Regions from separate parts of the Hordeum vulgare genome. Here region 1 is linked to region 2. The links are chromatin contacts, called in public Hi-C maps. All regions are on one chromosome and are shown on one strand. Each heading gives the region's core, a stretch centred on a gene start, on an enhancer-like site or on the middle of the called end of the contact. The rest is flanking DNA. Distances are from core to core; before and after follow the strand shown.

Region 1 (6,739 bases), core at 1,376-3,875, 550 kb after region 2:
CCCATAACGTCTGAGGGAGTGGTACTACCGCCTGCGAGCGGTAGTAAAAAGATACTACCGCTGGCACCAGGAGCGGTACTACCGTTGGATACTGAAACTACCATAACTTTCGCATACGAACTCCAAATCGAGCAAACTCAAACTTGTTGAATTCACGACGACAAGAGCTATCCAACAACGACATAAAATATTAAGAACATGCAGTTATGAGAACGCCAATTATATAGAGATGTGAGACCTCTATGAATGAAGAACCGGCAAAAACTTCCAACATCGAAAACATCATAGAAGATGCATATAGACTCCGTTTTCGATGAACTTGAGCTTGTCATGAAGATGACCATAAGCTCTAAAAACTCACAAGGAGAAACACCAAACAAGAACCAATATATGATGCAAGGATGCAAATGGTTTGAGCTCTCAACGAACGATACGATCAAGCTACTCACTTGAGAGCCCCCTTGACAGTACGACAAACTATCCTCCAATAGAAAAACCTAAAAAGGACAAATCTATACCTTGCACCTAGTCCTCTTGAGCTAGATGATGACGATCTTGGCTTCCTCAAGATGGACCACCTTTCTTGATTGCTCCCCATACTCACTATGGGTGAGCCACTCTTCAGCACATTCTTCACAAGTCCATTGCCACCACAATGGACGGCAAACTTCAAGCATGATATCTTCGTGATGCTCCACTTGAACTTGCACACCGCAATCTTGATGACGATCACCACTTGATGTCATTCTTCATAGGTTGAATGAGATCTTCCTCTTGACACAAACCCATGGAAACACACCTAACCCCACATAGAACTCTCACGAAGACATGGGTTAATACATAAAAGCGTTATGGACAATGCTTACCATACCATGGGATCACTTGATCCTTCTCGGTACATCCTGTACGCTCTGTGTGTTGATCATCTTGATTTACTCTCTGCTTAGTCTTGATCAACCTTGTGTATTTATGACCAATCTTTGGATAATACTTCGAATACCACCTTGGTCATCATATAAACTCCTTGAAACCAACGAATGGACTTCAAGAAGTGCCTATGGACAAATCCTTCGAGTATAACTTAAGGCAACCATTAGTCCATATGAATTGTCATCAATTACCAAAACCACATATGAAGAAATATGCTCTAACACCTATTCACCCCACTAGTCAACCATATCGACCCTTTCAGTTACTACTAGAAAGCTATATATTTAATTTAGCCAACATTTACTGTCAAACAGAATTAGATGCATGAGAAGAGAGATGTTCAATGGAAATGGAGCAAGTTAGCTAGCTAGCTATATGAAAAGATAGATGCATAAGAAGCTAGCTCCACTGCCAAACAGAATTGAATAATGAGATTGGAGAATTTTATTACTTATTGTTTAACAAATTAAACTACGATCGACTTCTTAAGTAATGAGAAACTACAAACAAAATTTTCCTCCTTAGTTGTTTAACAAAAATTTATATTGTATTGTAATCTAAGTGTGGTGAATTAAATAATGAATGCATAGAAGATACTACTAGCAGACTAGGCTAGATGACACATATAAACTTTTAGAGAAGTGAGCCATCTCTTCCACAGGACATTCACTAAAACTAAACTATGTATATATGGCACCAAGCAAGATGTCCTGAAAATCACAATCCACTAAGCTTAACTCATGACTAAGAGTGGACGACTGAAAATTACAAAAGAAACATCATCATACAATACAGAGCAACAATTGAGTGAGATGGTTTTCAGATGTTTCTCATGCACGCATCTAAACAACCACCACCTTAGACTAGGAAGTGAGGTGGTTCTACCAACAATTGGTCAAGAGCACAACCTACCAATAGGGATGGATGGGTTAATCATACATAATCTACTAGCTCAACGACAATAACTAGACGAGTTAAGTTTCACACCAAACCAAAGTACTGGTGCTCCTGTGATGAACGCATCGAACTGCTGCAAAAGGATGTAGTGGTGGAGAAGAGGGGATGAATCACCTCGGGAAGAATCAGCGGAGGGGGACGTCGACGCTCTGGCGGCAACGGGGCGTTCAAGATCCGACGGAGAGGCACCTCCTCTCGTTGGCAACGACGGGGCTCCTTCTCTCGGTGGCGACGACGGGGCTTCTCCTCTCGGCGTGGCGGCGGCGGGATATTGAAGACCCGACGGGTGGGCTCGTCTTCTCGGTGACGATGTGACGACACTTTGTCTCATGCGTCTCGCCCTTTTCGTTTCGCGCAGGTGCCCTCGAGGCTCGCGAGCCGTATGGATAGGAGATGAACGAAAGGGGTCGAAGGGATTGGGCTGCACAAACCCTGCAAAACAAACAGGAACGAGGATTAGTGAAGTTTCTGGGCCCGATGGGGTTAATCCTCGAGAAGCCGTGTCGATCTGCTCGTACCAAACAGGCCTAAGAAAAGTTTTAACAGGATTAGCAAAGTTTGTGGATCCGATGAGGGTTAATCCTTGAGAAAACCCTCTCGATCCGCTGGTACCAAACGGGCCTAAGGGAAGTTTTAACAAACAGCACAGCAAATCGAAGTAACTCCAAAAAAAATCTCTCCAAGGCAGAAAACCCAAATAAAAGGAAAAGGTTGAAAACGAGACGCAGCCGAGGCAAAAGGGCACGCCATTATTCCTTGACACCCCTCGCACACTTCTCCTCTTGCCCTCCAAACAAACAATCCTCTTTCTCTTTCTCTTTCTCCCTGCGACGTCCTCCGCTCCCTCCCCTGTCTTCTCGCGCACACTAACCAATCCGAGCGTCCGGCGCCGCGACTCGCAAATCGCCACGCACCGATCGCGCCGGCGCCATTGGGGTCCCCGTGCCATTGCCCCAATCGGGAGGCATTCATCTGCGCGGCGCTTCCCTGCCCCTGCCCCTGCCCCTGCCCCGTCGCGGCGGTGGCGGTGGTGGTATGATCAGTAGAGGACCACGCGGCGGCGACGGCGGCGGTGGAGATTAGGGTCTTGGGAAGGGGGAGGAGGTTATGAAGGCGACGGCGCCGCCGGCGAAGAGGCGGAGGGGCCCGCGACTGGCCGTGCTGGCGCTCGTCTTCTGCTCGCTGCTCGTACCGATCGCCTTCCTTTTCAACCGCTTCCCCGCCGGTGAGTGCTTCCCGTCCCTCTTGTTCCCGCCCGGATTTCGGTAATGCGGGTGGCGCCGCGGCTTCCTCGATCGGATCGGCGCCATTCCCGGCGGATCTGTTCCGGGAGTGTTGTTTCGTTAATTGTCGTTTAGTGCGGGATTTTGGTGTTTTTTGTCCTTCTTATTTGAGACCAATTTTCTGATTGGTTTCGTTGTTTGTTGCAGTGTATGTGACGGATGAGCGCCCCCAACAGGTAACTTTCTCTTTTGTTTTTTCTAACAAAATTATATGCGTGAGTGTTGATGGATTGTCTTTTATGAAAATGGTGATGGGTTGGAATAATATGACTGATTCGTGCTACCACGCGTTCATTTGTGCTGGATTTAGGAGGTTAATTTGCTGCCTTCATTCGATCGCTTAGGAGTGGAAAGAGACAGTGTACATGAAGTGACGCGGCAGGGTGGTAGAGATGTGGTGAACCCAAAGACACAGGTTAGTCACTTTACATTTTTTTCTTATGTACTGATAGTGATGAGCTCGTATAACCGCACCTAGATTGTTAGCTTGGTGGATGTTGACATGATCATTCCACGGAACGCTGTGTGTATTTTGTTCTGACACTTCTAGTGTTTGGTTTTAGCCACTGTTTGTTCTCCGCTTTTAATGTCATGAAACTTAATACTAGTGATACCTACAAACTAAAAGATACAGTACACCATAAGCTTTGAGGTTACCAGCTGGAGTAGCGTTACCCCCCCAAATACTAGCTAGTTTAGGCCCATGCTAGAAAGATTATTCATATCAATTTCTAGGTTTGCAAGCTATGCTAGAAAGGAAATTGTGCATAAGCTCTTACATGAAAAAATCAAAGAAAATTTTATTGACTGATTGTATCCCTGAAGTATATGGGGTTACTTGAAGCAGACCAAATCGAGTTGGACAGTGTGGTTTTATTGTCAGCTTAAAGAAAACTTGGTGCACTTCTCACCATTGTCTTCTTCTGTGCCACCTCTCTTGGACCGAATAGGACAATATGAAGAATGCATACAGAAATAATCCAAGCCACCAATTCAAACAGCTAGAAACCACCCCATAGGGACGCCAAACAAAGTGATATATTGAAGTAGTACTAGTATATTTTATCTCTCCACCCTAGTCTCTTTATTCATGATTATGAACTATGAAGGCTGTGAAAAGTATATGCTATAGAATCAGTAAATAAATTCTGTTACATGAATTATTTTTGTATAGATTACTAGTGAGTGCTGTTACAGCTTTGGGTAATTTGAATCCTTGATTTGTTATCCTTTACTCTTTTTTTTTCAGGATGTGCACGGAGAGAATTCCAAGGGCAATATAGCATTGCATCGCCAAATTGACGCTGAACCTTCCGAAGTTATCACTGAACCAATAGGTAAAGGTTAGTAGTGGCTGCAACATTATTACATAAAGTTTAATTGAATATATGAGAATGCCACAATCAATTATGCACCAAATTCCATTCATGTAAGTGAACTTTTGGATATATTTCATTTCGAAATGTTGCAGGAAAAAATTGTATAATTTTGTAGGAAACCAGTTACCTGGACACTGAAAAATAGTTGGCCTTTTACTCAATTTGCTTCAGTACCTCACCATCTTTGCTGTTACTTATTTCAAGTACAATAATGTGTTGTACAGTGCACACCTTTTTGCCCCTATATGTTAAAATAAACTATTAATACATACTCCCTCCGTTCTTGAATATAAAGACATCATTAGAGTATAGATTCACTCATTTTGCTCCGTATGTAGTCCCTAGTGGAATCTCTAAAAAGACTTATATTTAGGAACGGAGGGAGTATTTCTGAACAAATGCTGGTGTCTTTATCTAGGATGTTATGATAATTAACAATATATTATTTTTTTCTATGGTCAAGCAATGTATGCGTTTGTAGCGCATCTTCTCTACCTGATTTTCTTCTCATGATTTACTCACGTTTCAGTTGGTCATGCTGACCCACTAATTGGCACTGTATGCAGTTCTCCCCCCACCAAAAATTGAACAAGTGAAGCCAGTGCCAGTGCCAGTTCCAGTTCCACCCAGAAAAGTATGATGGCTCCTATTTTGCTGTTTCTCTTTGTACACGAGTTGTGCTTTACCTTCTGAAGCATAACTTAATTTTCCCATTAATAAATACTCCCTCCGTCCGGAAGTACTTGTCGTAGGAATGGATGTATCTAGATGTATTTTAGTTCTAGATACATCCATTTGCATCCATTTTTGTGACAAGTAATTCCGGACGGAGGGAGTATAATTACTTTCCCTTACTTGAGCCCAAGCTGTAAATTTGTTACTCTTTAAGAGAAGTACTGATGATTTAGAGAATATATTGATTCCAGGATTTCGACAGGAGACGTCCCAGAGTCCCAAGTGCTGATGAATTGGAGAAGGCTAAGGCTTGTCAACTTGAATTCGGGAGTTACTGTCTCTGGTCCATTGAACACAAAGAAGTTATGAAAGATGCCATTGTAAAAAAGCTAAAAGATCAGCTCTTTGTAGCTCGATCTTACTACCCGAGCATTGCCAAACTTAAAGGAAAGGAGGCACTGACTCGTGTTTTGAAGCAGAATATCCAAGAACATGAGAGGGTTCTAAGTGAATCCATTGTTGATGCTGATCTACCATCCTTGTGAGTATTTATTCTGCATGCTTGTTATTCTTCTTGCCACCTTTAGCATTTGATGTTTCATCTTGTATGTTGAAATTATGACGGCAGATCATTTATGCAGTGCATGGGGCTGAAAATCCAACTTTAGTGAATTCTACCTATGCTTTGTCACATCTTACATGTATATGTTTTCTTAGTGTTCACATTGAATTTATAATCGATATATTTGACTGGGAAAGTACTACCCAGTCACGACTGTGCATTTAATTGTTTGTTACTTACTAACACTTGACCTGTGCTTTCAGCATAAAAAAGAAGATAGAGAAGATGGACCTAGCAATAGCAAGAGCCAAATCATGCACTGTGGATTGTAACAACGTTGACAAAAAGCTTCGCCAGATACTTCATATGACGGACGATGAAGCTCATTTTCATATGAAGCAGAGTGCATACTTGTACAACCTTGGTGTTCACACGATGCCCAAAAGTCATCATTGTCTTAATATGAGGTTGACAGTAGAATATTTTAAATCAACTACATTGGATTCAGATGACTCTCCTGTCCATAAGTTTAAAATTCCAGATCATAGGCACTACGTTATATTATCTAAAAACGTGCTTGCCGCTTCCGTTGTCATCAACTCATCTGTTAGTAGTTCTGAGGTATGCAGGCAACTTGTACTCTTTTTCTGATTGAACATCTTCTGGGTTTGGCATTGCTCATGTTCTTTTTCGTGTTTTGCAGGAGACCAGGAATGTAGTCTTTCATGTACTAACCGATGCTCAAAATTTCTATGCAATGAAGCATTGGTTTTCAAGAAATGCCTACAGAGAATCAGCTGTCAATGTCATTAACTACGAGCATATTATTTTGGAGAATTTGCCAGAGTTCAGCATGCAGCAGTTGTATATGCCTGAGGAATTCCGTGTTTTCATCAGTAGTTTTGAGCGACCTACCGAGAAATCTAGAATGGAGTATTTATCAGTGTTTAGTC
Region 2 (7,235 bases), core at 1,263-3,762:
AGTCCATCACATGATTCTCTTAATGATGTGATCCAGTTATCAAGCAACAACACTTTGCACATAGTCAGAAAACCTTGACTATCCTTGATCAACTGGCCAGCCAACTAGAGGCTTGCTAGGGACATTGTTTTGTCTATGTATCCACACATGTATTTATGTTTTCATTCAATACAATTATAGCATGGATAATAAACGGTTATGTTTAAACAGGAAATATAATAATGACTATTTATCATTGCCTCTAGGGCATATTTCCAACATGAACATCATGTGACTCCGGTCCATATCACCATCATTGTTTACACCTCCATCATTTACCGCTTTCATTTTCTTTTCCGTTGCAATCACTATTACTTTCCCGCTTGTGTTTTGATCCTTTGCAAACTACAAGGCCAGAGAGATTGAGAACCTCTCTGTACTCGTCGGGAGCAAAGTTATTTGTTGTGTGTGCAGGTCCACGTCTTCTGCTGACCAGGATGGAAGACACCTACTTGTTGAGCCTAAGAGTCCTCTTGGTTCGATAAACTTTACAGTCTTTGTGTAAGGAAAATCTGTTGCTAACTACATCTCCACCTTTCACTTATGGTAACCAACAAGGGGCGAGAAGTATATACATCAACTCGTCATCAAGGTGGGAGGTGCGCGGCGGTTCGGATGAAAATCGTGCTCGTCTTTGGTCGGAGCTGGCGGCGCCCGCGCCCGTGGGTGTCGGTTCCCTCCTTGGAAGCGTCGCCGAGGTGTGTTATCTAATTGGCAATGCTATTAGTGGCAAACATTACAATTTTGTTTGTACTCTCACATGGCATTTTGTATTGGTCCATGGCAAAAATAAAGAAAAAAAGGTTTATGGCGAATATCCCATATGTTTCCATGGCAATATTTTCATTTTTTTTCTTTTTTGTACACACAACAAAGTTTTTGAAAATAGTTTCCCAAGGCAAATTTTAACCCACACCATTTTTGTTAGAATGTTTTGTGAAAAGTTTCCATGGCTACTATGTAGATATTTTTTTCTTGAATATGATTCTTACAAGAAGCTGAAATTCTTGCAACAAGTTGCGAGGTGGGTGTTTTAATTTTGTGGAAAAAAATATTTTAAACTTTTCATATGTTATTAGTTTTGTACCATGGTAAATTCATGTGTGTGTTTTATAATCTGACTTGCTTTTTTTATGTTTACAGTGTTGTGTTTAGTGAAAATTAGGCCTTTTGTGGTCCAAATAGAGGCTCGATCTCAAAGATCACTCGTGATGTCGAGAGGGGATTTGTGCTAAGACCTTCTGTTTGGCGCATATAACACCACTTATCTTCTAGGTGTCTCTTATGTCTCACCTTCAACGCGAGGGGAGAAATCCCTCATTGAAAGGGGATCCACATGGGGCAGCCTACCATCACGAGAGGCCACAACCTCCTTTATTTATTTATTATTTATTACTTTTGTTCATACATTTAAATATTTTAAATGTATATATTATGAAAAACACTCTACTGAAACATTTGAAAAATGTTGAACAAGTATTTAAAAACTGTTGAATAGGTATTTGAAAATTGTTGAAGAAGTATTTTCAAAAATGTCTGTCTCGTATATAAAAATATTAATCAAGCATTAGAAAAACAATGTTGAACAAGTATTTAAAAATTGTTGAACGAGTATTGTATATTTTTTTAAAGTATTTAAAAAAATGTAGATCATGTATATAAAAATGTTGAACAAGTATTTGAAAAAATGTAGGTCACATATATAAAAATATTGAACTAGTATTTGAATAATGTTGAATAAGTATTTGAAAAATCCAGGTCACGTATATAAAAATATTGAACTAGTATTTAAATAATGTTGAACTAGTATTTTAAAATGTTGAATACATATTAAAAATGGTTAACAAGTATTTGAAATGTTGTATAAGTATTATAAACGTTGAACAAGTATTTGAAAATGTTGAATAAGTATTAAAAATGTTGAACAAGTATTTGCAAAATTTTGGGTAAGTATAAAATGTGTTGAGTGACTATTTAAAAAATGTTGAATATGAATTTAAAAAATGTTAAATAAGTATTTAAATGTTGAACAAGTATTTAAGAAAATGTTGAATAAGCGCCCAGAAAATGTTGAACATGTATCCACAAAAAATGCTGATCACTTATTAAAACATATTTTTGACATATACAAAGATGTAGTATGTAAACGAAAAGAAACATAAGATAAAAAAATGGAAAATAAAGAAAACAAAAACAAATGGCGAAGAAAAGAGAAAAGTAAACAAAAAAATAGAGTAAAGAAATAAAAATATAATAAAAAGGGAAAAATAATGAAATAAAAAAGAAAAAATAAAAATAAAAGAAACAAACTAAAAAAAAAGGAAAAATCCCTAAATAAAAAGCTTGGAGTAGCCTCAAGTAATACGGGCCTCTAGTTTTTATCATGAAAGGACCTTGGTTGGAGTCGTTAGCACGGTTTTGCTTCCTATCCAAATACCGGCAAACCCTATTTGGCGCTGCAGGCGCCGGTTCTAGTGCAATTTTTCTAACAGGCGCCTGCAGCCGCGTGAGCTGGGCTCGGCCCGGCCCATATTATCTGTTTTAGGTCGTAAAAACTGAGGGGCGACGAGAATTCGATCTGAGATCTTTCCGAGATTCCCTCGACGCAGCAACCATCACACCATTGACAATTAGTTGTTCTACTACTTCTTCTTCCATTTTTTCTTCTAGCGCGCCTTTTTCTTTTTTCCATTTCTTTTCATCTTCTTTTATCGTCTTTCTTTTTTTATGCGGAATGGTTTTGTTCTGTTTTTTACTATTTGATTTGTTTTTCTTTATTTGGAACAATTTTTTGTTTTTTGTTCTTTTTCTTTTTAAATTCGATGAACTCCTTTTAAAATTTGCTGATTTTTTTTAACATATGTGCACTTTTTTTAAATTTAACGAACATATTTTAAAATTAGTGAACTTTTTGTAAAATATTTAATTGTTTTTCTAAAATTATGAACTTTTTTGCTGATATCGGTGAACTTTTTCCAAAAATCGTGAACATATTTTAAAATTTATGAATTTTTATCAAAATCAATGAACTATTTTCGCAAGTTTATAAACTTTTTTTGAAAATCGGTGAACATATTTTAAATTTGTGAACTCTTATCAAATTCAGTGAATCATTTTTAAAAATTTATGATTTTTTTTCGAAATTAGTGATTTTTTTTTCCAAAATTGGTGAACATATTTTAAAATTCGTGAACTTTTTCCAAAATTAATGAACTATTTTTAAAAATTTATGAATTGTTTTTCCAGAATTAACGATTTTTTTCGAATTTTGTATTTTTTTTAAGATCTATGAATATATTCTAAATATCTGTGAATATTTTTGCATAATCATTGAACTTTTTGCAAATTTGATTCAATGCTTTTTAATTCAATACAATATTAATACACATTTTGTAATTTACGTTTAAAAATATCAATGATTGTTTTTCAGACCATGCAATGGGACGTTAGGAGATGTTTTATGGGCCGGCCCAGGGGGGCGCTGCAGGCGCCAGAAGCGCGAACCGGCGCGTGCAGCGCCGTATAGGAGCTCCCCTAAATACCTAGGTTCGATCCTTTCTTCATATATATTTCTTCTTTTTTGCAACTATTTATCGCATGTGAATGGACCGGCCCGATATGATGTGGAAGGATAAAACTCTTCAACGATAGGTGTTAGTCGGATCGCTTAGGGCGATAAATTGTCGTCGTCTGCCTTCCGTATCACTCACGCGTTGGTCAATTGGCGTGACTCGACACAGGCCGATAGTTGCACGCTCGCAAGTGTCCTAGGCTCGCTATCCTTTTTTCTTTACTGGTTTGCCTTTTTGTTATGTTTTCTTTTGGGACAGTGCTTTGCGCCGGCGCGTCGGACACCGCTTGATCCCTCAGCTATACGTGGGCCGTACCGTTAGATTTTCATGCAGCAAAATTTTCCGATGCAACAAATTTCGTTTACGATGTAGCAATTTTTATCCATGGTTGCAACAAAAATATAGTTGTAGCAAAAATAAATAAATCAACGTGGTCATAAAAAAAACTGATGATGCGTGCTAGCAAAACAAAAATACGGGTGGTAGCAAAACAATCCGGTGAACTCGGGTTGCAAGTCTGACGAACGTTTATGCAATTTTTTAGTGAACGCTTGCAGCAAAAAATGATACCGGTTGTAGCAAAAATGAACACGGTTATAGGAAAAAACACCGGTTGTAGCAACAAATCCGACGAACTGAGGTTGCAACCAAACGTATATGCAACTTTTTTAGTGGACAAATGTAGCAAATTTGGACACCAATTGTAGTAAATTTAAACGATCACCACAAGGAAAAATGTTGCATGGCCATAGGCGCGGGCCGCGCGCGAGGCGCGTGGACAGCGAGCGACCGGCGTGTTGCTTCTGTCAGCGTGCCGAAGGGAAACGTTTCACTTTTTTTTTACTGTATTATTCATTAAAAATATCATATACAGTGTGTGAATTTGAAATGGTTCACAAATTTAGAAAAAGAGATCATGAATTTGAATAAAAGTTTGTGAATTTAAAAAAGGTTCACGGACATGAAAAAAGATTGTGAATCTACTTATTTACTGATTTTGAAAGTCAATGAATTTGAAAAAATTCATGAATTTCATAAAATTTCCATTTTTGAAAAGTTCATGCCATTTAAAAAACTTGAAAACTAAAAAAGTTCATGGCCTTTTGAAAAAAACTTTGCGAAGTTAAAAAGATACGAGATATTTCGAAAAAAGTTCATCGGTTTTGAAACAAAAAATCACATATTATAAAATTGTTCATAGATTTTGAAGAATTGACGAATTTGAAAAGTATTTATGAATTTTGAAAAGGTGTTCATGATTTTAATAGAAGTTGACAAATTTTAAAAAGAAAATAAATAGTGAAAAGAGAAACGAAGAGAAAAAAACAATAGAGGAAAACTGCCAAACAAAACCACGAAAAACATGGTCTAGAGGTGCAGAAGAAGGAAAAAATAAAATATGTATAATAATTGATAAAACAATTTTATCTTAAGTCTTGCATGCATATAGTTTAGAGATGACAACACAACATGTCTACATTGAATTATCTATGAGCATTATCTTTAATAACTAGATATTTTTTTAAACATAATGACATATATTGTGTTAAGAGATTATCTTTTAAATAAGAGAAGACAATTTTTTTATTATTTCTCTTTCCTCCATCTCAACATTTATTATGTGTGATACTCTTAAGATAGCACCATTTGCACATGCCACAACATTTGAGTTGCCCGGTTCGTTACTATGGTTGGAAGGAAACAACGAGGTTTGTTATTCGAATCTGAATTCCCAAATCATTTTTTGAAAATTTAAAAATAGAGAAAAAAAGTAAATGGGCCCAGTTCAGGACACACGTGTGTGTGCGCCGGTTTGTCGAGTTGCGTGTAAGTGAACCGTCGCTATTTATTGGCGTCCAAAAACATGTCAACATAGTTTCCTCTAAAGAATGTACCCGGAAGTTTTTTTAATTTTCCTTCCATCGAGAAGGAATGTACCCAAATGCTTCTGATGTGAATTTCTCGTGTCCTTTCGAAAGATGCGCCTGTCGGGCAAAGTCGAGGGTGTTCCTAAAATCTCTATCCCAAATCCAAGAGCATCTACAACCACCCTCTAGTTTCTTCCTAAACGTCTGAAACGTTCGCCCGGTCGAAAAAGGCGATCCAATCGTACATTTACTTTGTTCTGAACGTCCGGACTGACTGACACCCCTCAAACCCATCTCAAATCTGGGGACACTACTAGAGGATCTGGTCACGCCCGGGCACTCCGCTCGGTCCAACATGCAGCCACCCAATCTTTCTTCCTCTCTCATCTTTCTCGCGTGGAGCACAGAACGAACCCGACAACGGAGGAGGTGCCTTGCGACGATCCGGAGGTGGACGGAGGAGGCCGTTGACAACTGTAGAAGATTAGGTTTAGGGTTGTGCAACTCTCAATATTGATTGGGTGCACTAGACACATATACATAGGTACAAGATGGGCCTCTACCTCAACTATACAATGGACTAGGAGGAGGGCCCAATTGCACAATATACATGCACACATATATATATTCAACACCCCCCACAGTGGAAGCGTCGCCACAGACACAAAGACTGCAACAAAACTCCTCAAAGGTGGAAGTAGGCAGTCCCTTAGTCATCACATCGGCAAACTGTTGTGCGGTCGGAACATGAAGGACCTGGATGTGACCAAGGGCGACCTGTTCGCGCACAAAGTGGATATCAAGCTCGATGTGCTTCGTCTGACAATGATGAACTGGGTTGGCGGAAAGATATAAAACATAGACGTTGTTGCAGAAGACAACCGTGGCCTTGGTGACACCGTGATGCAACTCCTCGAGAAGCTGTCGAAGCCAGGAACACTCGACGATGGCATTAGCGACTACTCAGTACTCAGCCTCCACGCTGGAGCGCGAAACAGTTGGTTGTCGCTTGGACGACCATGAAATGAGTGAAGAACCGAGATAGACGCAGTAGCCGGATGTAGAGCGTCGTGTATCACGACAGCCGGCCCAGTCAGCATCAGAGTAGGCTACCATATCCAAAGAGGGAGATGCCGTGAGGGTGAGTCCGAGGGACATCGTGCCACGGATGTACCGGAGAATCCGTTTCACAAGAGTCCAGTGGGAATCACGAGGAGTGTGCATATGAAGGCAGACCTGCTGCACAACATACTGCAAGTCTGGTCTGGTTAGCGTCAGATACCGAAGTGCACCAACGATGGAGCGATAGAATGGAGCATCCGACGCCAGTGTGCCCTCCCGAGGAGAAACCTTGGCCTTCGTGTCAATAGGAGTAGCAACAGGATGACAGTTGAGCATACCAGCGCGCTCAAGCAGTTCATGCGCATACTTCTATTGATGAAGAAAGAATCCGCCGGGTCGACGAATGACCCAAATCCTTGATGGCAAACTCGTCAAGCAGCCGCATAGTGATCTGTTGAAGAAGGGCTGCTGAGGAGGCCGTGAGGATGATGTGATCGACGTATAGTAGCAGCTAGGCAGTCGTGTCGCCATGGTGGAGAACGAACAAGGAGGCGTCCGAGCGAGTAACACGAAAGCCGAGTGTGTGTAGAAATCCGGCAATACGCTGGTACCAGGCGCGTGGAGCTTGCTTCAGGCCGAGGAGAGACCGGGACAACAGAGGCTATCACTGACAGAATTCTTCAATCACTGCCAC

The links. A called contact is a pair of places that touch in the nucleus more often than the background predicts.
Region 1: a contact with region 2 is called in a Hi-C map of leaf, with 3 times the contacts expected there. The contact joins the promoter of LOC123448734 here to the enhancer-like site in region 2. A contact is called at or near these places in 2 of 6 Hi-C or Micro-C datasets (leaf and seedling).

Annotation. Positions count from the first base shown.
Region 1 is chr4H:401,085,591-401,092,329 of MorexV3_pseudomolecules_assembly, forward strand. It overlaps LOC123448734 (probable galacturonosyltransferase 7), which reads left to right and starts at 2,626. Exons shown (of 9, transcript XM_045125724.1): 1 at 2,626-3,112; 2 at 3,318-3,346; 3 at 3,481-3,585; 4 at 4,420-4,507; 5 at 5,116-5,183; 6 at 5,476-5,765; 7 at 6,050-6,407; 8 at 6,490-6,739. The coding sequence starts at 2,995.
Region 2 is chr4H:400,539,674-400,546,908 of MorexV3_pseudomolecules_assembly, forward strand. No RefSeq gene overlaps it. Among protein-coding and RNA genes, the nearest start is that of LOC123448732, 31 kb to the left of the region's middle. Within about 2 kb of position 2,513, at least 2 of the 3 cell types and tissues checked have open chromatin away from gene starts, as enhancers often do. A contact at or near this core is called in leaf, where this site is marked.